2 separate regions of the Arachis hypogaea genome follow, and region 2 is linked to region 1. Evidence: chromatin contacts called from public Hi-C data. All regions are on one chromosome and are shown on one strand. Each heading gives the region's core, a stretch centred on a gene start, on an enhancer-like site or on the middle of the called end of the contact. The rest is flanking DNA. Distances are from core to core; before and after follow the strand shown. Region 1 holds the start of LOC112720620 (protein SHORT-ROOT). Region 2 holds the start of LOC112720621.

What was found. A called contact is a pair of places that touch in the nucleus more often than the background predicts.
Region 2: a contact with region 1 is called in a Hi-C map of an unstated tissue, with 6 times the contacts expected there. The contact joins the promoter of LOC112720621 here to the promoter of LOC112720620 in region 1. A contact is called at or near these places in 2 of 8 Hi-C or Micro-C datasets (leaf and an unstated tissue).

The regions. Positions count from the first base shown.
Region 1 is chr11:31,588,889-31,596,638 of arahy.Tifrunner.gnm2.J5K5, reverse strand. LOC112720620 (protein SHORT-ROOT) reads left to right here and starts at 5,050. Exons shown (of 2, transcript XM_025771612.3): 1 at 5,050-6,000; 2 at 6,557-7,549. The coding sequence starts at 5,166. The coding sequence ends at 7,203.
Region 2 is chr11:31,746,162-31,753,911 of arahy.Tifrunner.gnm2.J5K5, reverse strand. It overlaps LOC112720621, which reads right to left and starts at 3,958. Exons shown (of 4, transcript XM_025771613.2): 1 at 3,736-3,958; 2 at 3,250-3,421; 3 at 2,068-2,138; 4 at 1,515-1,982. The coding sequence starts at 3,894. The coding sequence ends at 1,773.

The DNA of each region.
Region 1 (7,750 bases), core at 3,801-6,300:
GTGAAGAGTTGTATGCTAACTAATATTTTGTAACAGTATGTGTGTGTGTGTGTGTGTGTGTGTGTGTGTGTGTGTGTGTGTGTGTGTGTGTGTGTGTGTGTGTGTGTGTGTGTGTGTGTGTGTGTGTGTGTGTGTGTGTGTGTGTGTGTGTGTGTGTAAATAGTGTACATGGTGTATATTATGCTTAGGGAAATGCTAGGGGAACAATGAAAATTTTGAACAACATGAACAACCACCAATCAAATGAAAATATACTACACCCTAATTTAATGCTACTAATTAAATTTACTCTTTTAACCCTATTAATTCACATTGTTTACACATTGTTCAAAAATCTTGTTGGTTACCTATACTTTTCCTTATGCTTATCCTTGACGTTCATGTTATTGTTTTTCGTATTTAATTTTACATCATCGTTTGTCTATGCGTAATTAGTTTTCCTGCGACCCTTTTTGTGTTAGAAAGAAAAAGTTTTTCTGAAACACGAATTCGTACTAACACGATTACATGCTTAATAATAATATTAGTTAAGTTTTTGGGTGACAAGTTGGTGACACTCGATTTTCAGTATGATCATGACATATTAGAAATTGGGGCGTTACACTGATTAGTGTTATTAATATATTCCCTTTGCAGACATGATGACAGGTAGCAGAGGTAGAACAAGTGGGTCTTGTGGTTGTGGTAGAAGGAGGGTTTTCACCGGATCCCCAGGGACTGCTCAATCATCCCCATCTACCCTGACTACCCCGTCGACCCCTGTGACATCACAGGCGGATCCAACGGACCAATAATTCATCATGGTCCTAAACCCGAACTACATGCCTCCTTCTGCTACGCCCCTTCCCCCCCCTACAGCTCCAGCGACAGATCCCGCAGTGGGTGATTCCTTTATTGTGTCCCAGCCAGATGCCCCTCCACAACCGCCCGTGATACGGATGGGGATTTGGCTTGATGGCTTACAGGCGTGTGTGCATACTATTTTAATGTCTTTTATCCGCAATCTATTTTGAATATGTTAAGTTTTATGTGCTTTTATGTGTTTGCTAATCTTAAGTTTTTTATTGATAGGTTTACACCAAACAACAATGCATGTACACAAGAGATCTTCAACAGGATTAAGTCCATATACGACACCGCATGTCCGAGCTACACGAAGATCCCTGCTGAGACCAGAGAGCGATGGTTTCAGAAGTGAGCGGTAAAAACTCAATAATGTTGTTGAATTAACTATATTTCAACTATTTTTTATTTTGACTAACTAATATTGTTGAATTACTTTGTGCAAGAGAAATTTATCTAGGATAAGGAACATGATATCTTGATTAGGAAGATCTATGACCACCGGGTAGCTAAGCAACTTCAGCAGATGATGCATGACTTTCTTCAGGGGCGCGACAACCTAACTTTTTGGCTCCGTCCAGATCTTAAGAAGGAACTGGACGTTCATTTTAGTATTGATGAAGGATTCAAGTGTCGCCGTTTGACAAACAGAGCTAACAGGGCTTCGTCAAGGTCATCGAAGTATACTGGTAGGTCGACGACCTTCATGAAGACGAAGAGCGGACTTGTATGTAGTTTATTTGCTAATATCTGTTAATTATTCTTGAATTAATTGTTGATTTATTATATTAGTTGGTTTTAATATGTATATTCTAAGTCGTTGGATCGTGAGGCAACATAGATGGAGACCTTCAAGCATACCCATATGTTGAAGGCCAACAATGAGATATTTGTTGATGAGCGGTTTGCGACTCAATATGTGAGTTTCAATTAATTTTAACTTTGAAATTTATTCAGTTTAAAGTCAATTAACTGTCATCATAATCACAACGTGTGTTACACAGGAGGACTACACACAGAGATTGAAGGCCGCTACATAGCAATCTCAGCCGCCTAGTGGGGACAACCCCGCCAGCTCTGATGCCTCAGTGGTAGATCCTGATAAGGCTTGGCGCGAGACCGTCTCTGAGCCCTACACGAATTGGGTCTCCAGGTTAGGGTTGTTCTTTGCCAGTGACCTCTGCACCTCCGCATTGGCGGTTTAATCTGCCTCTGCCTCTGCCACCAGCCCAGCCGATCTCGAGGAAGTTGTTGACTTGAGGGAGGAGGTGCAGAAGATCACACAGGAGCTTTACCAACAAGCTCAGCAGTCTGAGCAGAGGTATAATGAGCTTCTTGCACGCGTGGGAGGAGCCGCTGCCATCAGCTCAAATCTGACGGAGAAGCTGGAGCGGCTAGAGTATTTACGAGAGCAAATGGAGGTGTATAACGAGCAGATGCGCACTGGTACCAGCGGCGCTCATGGTACCAGCAGTAACGCTGCTGGTGGAGCACAGTGTCAGCACTACCTACTCCGCCGCCTCAGCAGGGGGAAGACGACGATGACGTGACTATTACTCAAATCTTTAGGATTTAAGGATTGGATTTATTTCATGTATTTTTCATTGTATTCTACTTTGTTTGACTTTTTATTATATTTTGACCATTGATATTTAATAAAATCATTAGTTAATTTCTTGTAATTTTGAATTTCTATCCTAATTTTGTAAACAAAAATTTTAATTTGACTACTAATTGTGGGCTAATTGTAAAAAAAAATCACAACTACTGTTGGATTTACCGACAAAAAAATCCAATTGTACTTGGGCGCCATAAAACATAATATGGCGCCAAATCCGACGGTAATCATCAACTTAGTTTCGTCGTATTAATTGAAAAATCGACACAAAATCTGCTGGTAATTAGTATCGGGCGGAATAATCCGCCGGTAAAAATTTTTCGTCGCCGTTTGTACCATCAAATTCAATTCGACTGTTAATCTGACGGTAAACTAATTACATACCAATGGATTTATTTGATGAATCCGCCGGTAGATTTGACAGTACTCGGCGTATTTTTTGTAGTGGCACTAAATATATCTAAAAGTTGTTATAGGAACTAGTAACTTAGTGACGATTTCAAATTGTCCCCTAAAAATTTCATGACAGTTTAAAACAATCATGAAATTTAAGAAAAAAACTATCACGAAATTTATTAATTTAATAACAGTTTCAAAACATCGCAAAATACAATGTAAAAAATACCTTGACGAGTATTACAAATTAGTGATGGTTTTATACTTCAAAAACCATCATGAACAGTTTAGCGACACTTCTTACCAACGGTGGTCCAAAACCGTCACTATGTCAGCTGGCGACCCTCAAATCCATGACATTTTTTTTAATCATCGCAAAAATATTCAGTGACGATTAAAACTGTCATCAAACAATAAAAAAATATGGCAAAAATGCTGTTTTGTTGTAGTAAATAAATTAAGGGTTTATTGAATGTTTAAATTATTTTTTCAAAATCAATATCATTCTTTTGAGATTTTTTTAATCTCTAAATCTAGATCTTTTAAAGTCCAAAAATAATATTTACTCATAAAATTAACTTAATCCTGTGTATAAACTGTGTTTGAACTGCGATACAACATAAAATTATAAACAAAAAGTTTTTATGAGCAGTTTAATTACACCAAAAAAAAAAGTAGAGAGTAAAATTAAATAAAGAATATTCTTTTTTATTAAATTTAAAATAAACATATGCATTGCAGATGTAAAATTTTATTGATAATTTTTTTTCCTATTTTAAAAAGAATAATATTAACTCTTCACCACAACTCCACCTTTTCCCTTAATATTTCCTTTTCACAAAATCATTGGCTATTTCTCATTTTAGAATAAACATATTTTTCTATGTAACCCAACAAACAATAGGCACAACATCACAATCGCTATATAAAGAAAAATTCAAATTTCAATTAAAGATAGCGACATAACGGGGTATATGCGTCAGGGTGTATGTGGGTGTTGGCTTCGTATAGGCAGTCTTTCATATTATTTTATTGGTGGAGTTGTAGTATGTATTAGCTCCAGCCCTTTGTTATTTGCTTCTTGTTTTTTTTTGCTCTAGTTACTGTTGCTTCGCAGTGTGGAGTTGTAATGATTATCCAGAAAATGAGTCCATATTATATAATCAATGGATAATGTGTTACAATTTCTTTTTAACTATATGAATAGAAAATATGTAAAAGTAAGCCAAAATATTGTTCTTTTTAATTTCATTTTTTCCAAAAATATAAATAAAACAGAAAGTCATAAAATTGACAAACCTAAAATTCTTATTTGAAAATGTGAATAAGTTGATTACCTTTGATAATTTTTACTTTTAACACATAATATCTAATTTCAAAATTTCTTTTGACTGCCAATCCATATGTTACTACTCATGGTACACGTGTCAATAATTACTTATACTTTTACCCCAAATTTGATCCATACATGTAATTCTTTCTACTATCTAATTTAAGCTGTATTTATTTAAAAAAATGAGACACTAAAACAGAAACACAAAAACACATCATTTTATTTGACAAATAATATATAGATAAATATATTATATTTAAAGACATTAAATTAGTATATTTTATGTCTATTTTGACACAAAAAATATAAAAATACTAATAAATGATACAATTTATTTTTTATTTTTTCTTTTATTATTCTTGTTAATTTTTAAAATTATATTTTTTTCTCAAATTTTTTATTAAAAAAATAAAAATAAATTAAATTTTCATAATTTATTCTATTTTATCATTAAATAAAATATAAAAATATTAAATTTTATCTCTCTATCTTTTATATCTTATTTTCAATGTCTTATCTTATCTTCTTCTTTGAAACAAAAGGAACTTTATATACTCATACTTAACTCCATGGGTTCATTTCACATCATCACCCTTTTTTTTGTAATTCTAGTAATATTTATTTTCCTTTTTTTTTTCAAATACTACATTCCATATAGATCATCATTTATACTTAAATCCTGACTTCAACTAATCGGTCCCTTAGCTTAGTCCCCTTCCTTTGCTACTCATTGCTATTATAATTAATCAAGTTCTTTTGTATAAAGTATAGTAACTAGCTAGTATAGTAGAAGCTACCGAAATTGAAAAGCTTTTCCCACCAATCATTCACCAGTGCTACCCCATTCCACACCGTTAAAAACACGTTACACCCAATACTTTTATTGCTTGTGCACAAAATCAACCACACTCACTCTCACTAGTCACTACTACTTCACTACCATAGTGAGTATATTCTATTCATAGTGTGATAAAAATGGATACGCTGTTTAGGCTAGATCCACCGTCCCTAAACTCCACAACAACATCATCAACCAACTCTCATCAAAATTATTATTATTATTATGACCAACACCAACTAGAGGAAGAAGCTGAAGAAGAATGCTTCAACTTTTTCATGGATGAAGAAGACCTATCCTCTTCTTCTTCAAAGCAACCAGAACAATATTACCCTTATTATAACCAATTACAACCCCACTACCATTTATTATCATCCACTACCACTACTCATCATGATTTATCGTCAACATCATTCTTACCACCCACTCCACCACCATCAGATTTCAACTTTGAATTCTCATCAGGCACGTGGGCACCCAACATCCTCCTCGACACCGCACGTGCCATCGCTGACAACAACACCACGCGACTGCATCAACTCCTATGGATGCTCAACGAGCTAAGCTCTCCATACGGCGACACAAACCAAAAACTCGCCGCGTATTTTCTTCAAGCCTTGTTCAGCCGCATAACCACCGTCGGCGAACGAACCTACCGAACCTTAACGTTAGCTTCGGACAAGACTTGCTGTTTCGAGTCCACCAGGAAGACGGTTCTCAAGTTCCAGGAGGTTAGTCCCTGGACCACGTTTGGACACGTGGCGTCCAATGGCGCCATCTTAGAGGCTCTCGATGGGGAGCTCAACTTGCACATTGTGGATTTCAGCAACACGTACTGCACACAGTGGCCAACGCTTCTTGAAGCCTTGGCCACTCGTAGCGACGACACCCCGAACCTCCGGTTAACCACCGTCGTCACCACCAGACCTGGTGACTCTGGCGACGCTGTTCAGAGGGTCATGAAGGAAATAGGTGATCAACCAAAAAGCAAAATTATAAACATTCATGATTATTTTATTTTCTAGTGTTCTTCTTTCTTCTCTAAATTTGTGTCATCATCATTCACTTTTGCACGAACCAACTTATGAATCATCTTCTCTTCTTTTACTGTTCCAACCACCTTCTTTACAATAATTTGAGAAATAATTATAAACATATAGCATCCGTAAAAGAGAGTACATATATGTTAGTTAGAACTTAAAGTAGTTAGCTTTGATTGATTGATTGAAGATCTTATATTTTATATTGAAGTTTATGAATTAACAGTGTAAAAATCTTTTCTTTTGTCTGAATCTATCTAGCAGTATGGTATAATTTTTTTCAAAAGTAATAGGTACACATTAAAATGAGTAATCATGTAAATATATTTGTAATTTAACTTTATTTTTTTAATTTATATTATATATTGATGGTTAATTTTAGGTGTATATCTAAGTATACTCGAATTCTTTTTAATTTAAAGTAAATCAAAACTAAATCCATATTATTATTGCTATCTAAATCATGATTATGATTGCTTTATGAATAGGTACAAGGATGGAGAAATTTGCGAGGCTAATGGGAGTTCCGTTCAAATTCAACGTCGTTTGCCACGTCGGCGATCTCTCCAATCTCAACTTCGGCGATTTGGACATCAAGAACGAGGAGGCCTTAGCCATCAACTACGTGAACACGCTGCACGCGATCACACCCGTCGGGAACCACCGTGACACGTTGATATCCTCGCTGGCGAGGCTAAACCCTCGGATCGTGACGGTGGTGGAAGAAGAAGCGGATCTGGACGTTGGCGCCGAAGGCCAGGAGTTCCTTACAGGGTTCGAGGAATGCGTGAAGTGGTTTAGGGTTTACATGGAGGCGCTGGATGAGAGCTTTACGAGGACGAGTGGGGAGAGGCTGATGCTGGAGAGGGCGGCGGGGAGGGCGATTGTGGACCTGGTGGCGTGTACGGCGGAGGAGTCGGTGGAGCGGAGGGAGACGGCGGTGAAATGGTCACAGAAAATGAGGGAAGGTGGGGGGTTGAATAGGATGCCGTTTAGCGAGGAGGTGTGTGATGACGTCAGAGCATTGTTGAGAAGGTATAGGGAAGGGTGGTCGATGGCACAGTGTTCCGATAACGGAGTATTTCTTTGTTGGAAGGACCAGCCGGTGGTGTGGGCCAGTGCATGGAAGCCGTAGAAGCAAGGAGAGAACGAACGAGAGAGAGAGAGAGAGAGAGAGAGAGAGAGAGAGAGAGAGAGAGAGATATCTTTGTTGTGTTTTTGGCACGTGCGTATGATTTTTTTTTTCTCCATCAGTATTGGTTTTTAATCTTTTTATCATTATATGTTTAATAATAATAGGAGTTTGGCTTGTGTTAAAAGGGGTGAAGTAAGTAAAAACAATCTTTGTTGACATATTTTGTGATTGACTTTGGCTGTTTTTTATTTTTATATTTTAACCAAGGAATAGATGTGGTTTTTGGATATTATTTGTAATAACTGTATGTATAAAGTTATTCATTAATTAATTGATTGCTTATGTATTTTAAATTTTTTAATGTAACGATAATATAAAAAGTTTTACAAAATTATTTAAATATGTCTATTTTTTTAGATGACATTTACATTATGGGAGTTACTTACATAAAGACATTTAAAATATCTTTTTTTAAAAATATTTTTTAATAATTAAAATTTAACACATTTAATCGATTAAATTTTATTATTTTTGTTAAAATTAGACG
Region 2 (7,750 bases), core at 2,709-5,208, 160 kb before region 1:
TTGACAAAAAGGACGATTTTAAAATTAAGTTAAACCTTAGAGACGATTTTATATGCAAAAAAAGTTAAAAACAAAAACAATTTTCGACCTATATTTTAGGAACTAAAATCGTACTTAAACCTTAAATAAATCTTACGTGGTAGTTTAAATTTGACTATTATTCGCTGATAATATGTAATGTTAATGAACATATATGATTGATTCCGTTAGCTACAGAAGAAAATTTATCATGGTACAAGAAGAATCGAAATGGATGGTCAATAAGAAATTAAGAACCACACAGATCCATGTTGAAACTTGGGGACAAGTAAGTCTATTAACATTTTTAGAAAAAAAAATGTAAGAAAGCTATTTATACATACGTGTTTTTTTTTTTTTTTTATATAGAATTGTATTTGTTTTCACATTTTGAAATAATCACCTACTCAACAATCGGGATACTGGTCCACCATCAACAGAAATTATCCTCAAGTATGACTAAATCTTACTATCTATTCTATAAAATATTATAACACTTCTAGTATTTTTTTTTCATCCAAATTATACTATACCTTGCTAAAATTCTTATTAGCTTAAATATCAGAATCCTTTTAGATACTCTCACTAGTCACTATTGTCTAGTCGAGAACGGAGAAGTAACATTAAGCGGTTAAAAATTCTCTTAGGTCCATTCTCTCATCTTTATTTCAGATACTACCTCTGAATAGTTTATTACTTTTTATACAAGAAATGTTGTATTTTATTTTATTCATAAAAATTAAATTTGTTTTGGTATGCATATTTTTTTTTATTCCAATGTTAAGCTTGATTTTATTTATTTATTTATGGTCATATAAATATACTCACACACCCACTCACACACACTAACCTAGCCACTACTCCTAGGATTCTTTGGGAAAGCTTTGATGGCTAGATCTTTTACGTCTAAAGCCTAAATTCTTTTTGCTATTTTTTTTTTTTGGTGGTCTTGTCTGAAGCCTTGTTCCAACCAACACGATAATCCTATTTAGTTTTGTCTTGGTGAACAATTCCTTGGTTTTTTTGGGCTTGGTGAACAATTCCTTGTTTTTTTTTTGTTTATGGTCAGGAACAATTCCTTGTATATATTTTTGGACGGAGGAACAATTCCTTGTTAATGAACCTAGAGAAAGCCGATGCCAAACATTGGTTTTGGATGAGCCCATAGAGACTAGTTAAATAGACTCATAGCCTCAAGATAAAAAACTATTACTTACAAGGCTTACCAAAACATTGACGACCCATAAATAAGAGTAGAATAAGAAGATATGATTTACATATCATTTCTTTTCTAACTATGAAATATTATCTCATTAGTTTATTTAAATAAATGTCGGAATTTAATTCAATTTTTTGCATGTCATGGATCCTGCGGAAACAAAAAAAAATAATAATAATAATAAAATAACTGCTTTTTGTTTTGATTCCTCCAAATTTTTCTTTTGAATTTAGGCTTGCAAAAATTAAAGGTTGATTATTTTAATCCAGAATGTCAATTTGTTCCATTGAGTTCTGACGTGATATATTAATTGTCCATGCGCGAAACTAGGATCTTGGCCCTCATACATGGTAACTGTTACACTATTACATTCATTCAATTGGTAATGTGTAGGAAACCTCCATTCTAAATTGTAAAGTTGAAAATTCAGCTGCATTTAATAGTTCTCAGTTATCAACTTCACATGAAGCTGTACAACAGAAACACCAAGTTAAGTAACATGATCTTTTCTGAAGACCATTTCAACGATGATACATTACCGACGCAGTTCATTCGCCATGGAAGGCAGCCACCTCTCCCCTCTAATCTTTTTCAAATTGTTAACTCTTTCCTCCTCTCTCTTGGCTTTAGCTTTTGCTGCTGCGACTTTGGCTTCAAATTTAGCCAACGATTTATTGTTCGCGTCATTTGCTGCGGCAATTAAATCTTTCCCTTCGACAGCAACAGATTTAACCCGCCTTTTAAACTGTTGACTCAGTCCATATAAGACAAACAGGCAATAAGACAAAAGAGACATGTATGTATAGATTTTAAGATTTTAACTACTAGACCTTCTTTGATTTCTCATCAATATCATCTCCAGGAAGTAATCTGGGTCGTTTCTTTGGTGGTTCGGGTTCATCTGCAGGCACATATATACATATAAGCCTAAACCTTAAACCGTAAACTACATACAAAATGCAATGCAATTGTCAATATTGGAAATAAATCACAAATTTGAGTATTATTATTTTTATCATTAAACATCATAAAGTGCATCAGTTTCTCAGCATGCTAAAGACAAAAATCGGCATGGTAACGATAAGGGTGGACAAACACATCATTAATTAGTTGCAAAAGTGGACGTTCTGCTAAGGTGGGCGACCCACATGTTTTCGATCTTCAACTTCAAGTGGTGTTTGTAAGCAACTTATGATTAGACTGTATTCAATTTGCCTTGAAGTGAAATGCTGAGATGGTAAGATGAAAAATAAAAGTGAGAGAAAAGTGGTTTGTTTATTGACTTAGTGTTAAACAAGGATTTTATAATGTACTAATATAAGCATAAAAAGTTTTAGTTTTCCTGTTTAGATGTTAGATTGAATTCATCGCTTCAAATTTTTGTTTTAGATCCCTAAACCAAGTAATTTAGATGAAAACATGAAAACCAGTATGAACCGAACTATAACACTTGTAAAACTTACATAATTATATGATCCACTGGTTAGCAAGTACAATGATTGTGGTTCAGTTGGGCAACAAGTTGAGGCAGACCAAATAAGAAGCCATAATAGCAGAGGCCCTAGGCATGCATGCTAGTACTTGCACAAAACTGACACTTGACAACTTCTCAGAAACTCAATGCTTAACTAACTAACAAAATAGATAATTGATTGTCATGCAACATCACAAAACAAAACAAACAATAAAAAGTTCAAAGAAAAAAAAAAAAAGAAAAGAAATTGAGAACGACACAAGACTATTATCATTTGAAATTTTTCTGATGGGGTCAACAAAACAATAGATTGCAGAGTACATCCTGGGGATCCACCTTCTCAACCATTAGAATCAGGTGCGTGTTCTATTTTCTGAAAAAAGTTAGTACTATTATTATGAAATGCAGCTTTTTTGCAACATTACAGATATTAAATAATTAAAGATAGAAACCATAAATATATATTGAAAATTTCAAAACCAACCATGAATAGACAAGTAAGCCACTAGAAAAGGGGTCATTTGATTCAGTGAGTTACCAAAATGATCAAACACTATTCCTGGTTGGCGAACATGCTTGAACAAGCGAATGCCAGGTTCTCTTCCTTCTTCTTCTTGGTTGATCTTGGGATCTTCATCATTCAGAACAGGGTCAGGTTCCTTCACTATCTCTATAGTCTCTTCCAACATGTCATGTAGAAGCTTTTGTGCCTGCCACGAGTATCATCATCACCATAAGACCAAGAAAAAGGAACTGGGAAACGTGGAACATAACACCCACTCATTAGAGTTTTCTTTCAAAAAAAAAATAAATTCCTAAGCCGACATATTAGATATAAACCATTCCTATATTTTTATCTAAATTTTAAAAGAAAAAGACAAATAAATGAAAATTCCTAATTTCTTTATTACGAAACAAATAAATTCCTCTAACCATTGTAAATAAGAGAAAGGACATATATGTCCTCAGCTTGCAAATCTGAGTTTAGAAACAGAAAGAAACGAAGGTGGTGCAGGCTACGAACCTGGAGTTGGTAGTGCTTAAGGTGTGGGGCTCTGGGCTTGCGTTCTTGGGGAGCATTGGGATTGGGGTAAGTGGTGGTTCCGGCAATGGAATTGATGGCTGCTCTCCATGCCGCATCACCATCTTCTTCGCCACTGCTGCTGCTGCCTCCTGCTTCCATCCAACTTCAACTTTCCTTTAGGAATTAGGACACTGCAAACAATTCTCTTCACCTAAGCATAATTGGGCTTTCTTTTTCTAGGGATACCACTTATTGGGCCTTATTTTTAATGTTTTTTTAAGAAATCTAAAAGACAAAGAGGGCTTAAAACATAGAGGGTATTTTAGTTATTACCTATTAGATGGAGAAAACCATCTTCAGACCATAAATAATTGACAAAATAATCTTCCGGCCCAAATACTATGGGAATGTGGTTTAGTGGCTCATCAGTCATCACCAAACTCATAAACTGACAGATCGTAAGTTTTAGGCTCTGTTTGAAAAATTTTAAACGTAATTTTTTTTATTTATAAAAAATAATAATATTAATATTTAATACAATTTTTAAGATTAAATTATAATTTTATAAAAAATTATTTAAGTATTTATAAAAAAATAAAAAAAATAACTTTTTTATAATAAAAAAATTTTTATTATATTTTTTTTAAAATAAAAATTTTTAAAATTAAAAAATAAAATACAAAATAATTTATTTATAAACTATTTTTAATATAAATAATTATTATTTAAATTATTTTTTTTAAAAAAATTTAATTAAACTATTTACTTAAACTAGATCTTAATCTTTTTGGAGTTTCTTGTGGCAAAGCAAGGAGAGCTAATTGGAAATTTCCTTGAGATGGGTTGCTGACCTGGTCACTTTTTAATTTTTTTTTAATACTTGTGAGAATAAAATATAATTTTTTATCAATAATTTTATAAGTGGAACCAAAAATAAATATAAAAAAAATAATAAAAAATTAAATTAAACATCTAATTTTTTTTTATTAGAGAAGATCTGCTCCCCTATCTAGGTTTCCGATTCATTTTCTTTCACTTTGTGAACTTTCTTTTTAGTTCATAAGGGTTTCCTTACTTGGTTATGATTTAAGTTCATAATTGTGTACCTTATACCAAATTATCTTTCCACATTTCATAATTACTAATTAAACTATAGATGTTTTCTGTAAAATGTTGCCATACAAAATAGATATATTATATATTCAAATGAAATTATGTCTAATTTATAAATGTATTTGATTAAACTTTATGATAACTTGATAAGTAATTCAACCAATGATCCATGGTTTCATCGATTATCTCAATCGATTTTAAGAACTATGTGTAGAATTTCTCAAGGGCAAGGAGCTGCTCCCCAAAAGGAATTTGGGTGTACATAATACACTTTAGATTTTTCCAATGGAAAAGATGACAAACAGTAAAATTATTTTCTCTACATTTTTTTATTTTTGTGTCAGGAAATGTACAATTGTGTATTGATTAATTGGTTTAGTAGAATCATTTTGTCCCAAGTATTAATTGGTTTAGTAGAATCGTTTTGTCCCAAGTGATTTTTCTTTTCCTCTTCACTGGAAATTACAACTTGCAATCATGGTCTATTTCTAGCTTGTCAGAATTTCATAATTTGCTTCTGAAATTTAGTTGATGGACTCATGAGAAAGTGATGTTATGTTTACGCCACTTTTTACTACTATTTTTTTTTCTAATTCTTTTGAAATAATTATTTTTTCTTTGGTCTCTTCTTGTATTGGGTGGATGCTCGCAAAACCAATAATCTAAAAGTTACTTCTCATTGATTAATTCTATGATATTAATTACATTTTAAGATATTGAATACATTATAAACTTGAAAAAAAAATCCGATAAAGAAAGATAATTTTAATAATAAAGATTTTTAATTTGTAGACCTTTTATCCAATATATTATCTATTATTTATTACATTATTTATTATCTATCTATTTATTATATTAAAATTAGGTTTATACACTTAATATGAAGCATATATAACATAATGCTAAGAGTATTTTTTAATTTATTTTATTTAATTCATTAAATTCATTTTATTATAATAAATTAATTTATTATAATTTATTAAATAATTTAATTAAATATTTAAATATCACATAATTTATTATAATTTATATAAATCAATTAATTATAATTCATTATATCAGATAATTAATTGATTAATTTATAAAATGTATAATAAAGTTATAAATAAGGGTAATTCACCTGGATGAAATAAATGGAATTCAAAATTACACATATATCCTAAACTAGAATTAGTTATACGCCATATCTTAAATATTTCTATATAAATCGAATCAAATTGACTTGATTTATATTATTTTCATGTAATCAAACTAACTTGATTTGATTTACTATGTGTATCATGTACCAATAATAAATCAAATCTTTATACATAGTAAATCAAATTAAGTTAATCGTTTATTTAGTTTTTATTTACTTTAAAACATAAATGTTGATAAAAAAAAAACCTCCATTTGAATTCAATAAAATATAAAAAAAATCTAAACGAATAAAAATAGAAATTTAATTTTTGTGTTTAAGTTCAAATTTTAAAAAATTTATATTTTTACAAATTTATAAATTCAAAACAGAAGAATAAACTATTTCTAAAAAATTATTAAAAATTAATTTTTGACTCATTAGAATATAAAAAATCATTACTAGGACTTTTAATGTTAAAAAAATTATTATAAAATATAGTCCTTTAAAATAGCATATGAATTAAAATTTAAATTTTTTAGAAATAAAAAATAACAAATAATTATATAATATAAAAAATTAACTATATTTATAAAATATATAATTTAAAAAATAATTAAAAAAATTATATTAATTAAATTATTATTTAATTTATAAAATTAAGTATAAACTTACGATTTGATAACGTTAATTACTTCTAACTAAAATTTAAATTTTTCAGCGTATAACGTCCTTGTCCTATTTTTCAGTGAGTGTCAGTGTTTCTAATTTATTTTAACAACATTAATAAAGGCGAAAATATTTTCAGGCATAGTTATCAAAATCGAACCGGCAATTGACCCGGTAAAGTTATTGGATTATTAGGTTAATGATTCAACTGATGGATTAGTAGTCGAATTGTTTAACCCGATAATAATTAATAAATATATAAAATTATAATACAATATTTATTAAAAAATAAAAATTAATATTTAATATTTCATATTATTTAAATTTAAATAAATTATATATAAATTTCATTAGCTTATTACTTTAATATGATATATATATAATTTATATAAATTATTAGCCTTTAATTTAATAGGTCTAATCTAAAAAAAAGTTACATATAAATAAAATTAATCTTACACATATGAACTAGTGTATGGTTGTAGCTTTAGAGCATTTTCATGTGAACTTTGTTATTATATATTTTATTATTAGCTTATAAATCTCAAAGAAAAATGTCTAGCTTTGTGGCAAGAGTGTTGGAACCTTTGTGACATTTACTTTTCTAAAACTTTAATGTTCTATATTCGAACAATTTGCAAGTAAAAGTTTTATTTTTAAAACAAAAAAAGCTCAACACATAAAGGTGGAGCATTTAGAAAGTCCAGAGTTACAATACAAACACTAGAAAAGAAATCATAGTTATCTTTGACATTGCCATCAACGACTAGACGGAACAAAGTCAACCCACTCTTTGTAGCTCCTAATCCACTTGGTAATAATTTCCGCAACGCCTGTTTCTTGATTCCTGAAAATTCTGGCATTCCTTTCTAATCACATATTTTAAATGATAGCAAAAAAGTCAATCAGCCACCTGTTACGTTCGTCTTTTCTTATAGGAGCTCCTGTCCAGCTCTCAAAGTTTTGCTTAATGGTTCATGGAATAGACAAAAGTTTATTATAGGCGTATAACTAAGTACACCACACCTGCCACGTAAAATCACAGCCAATGAATAAGTGGAAATCATTGGGTTTTCGGTCGAACCGGCCGGTCCGATCTGGTTCTAATAATTATGT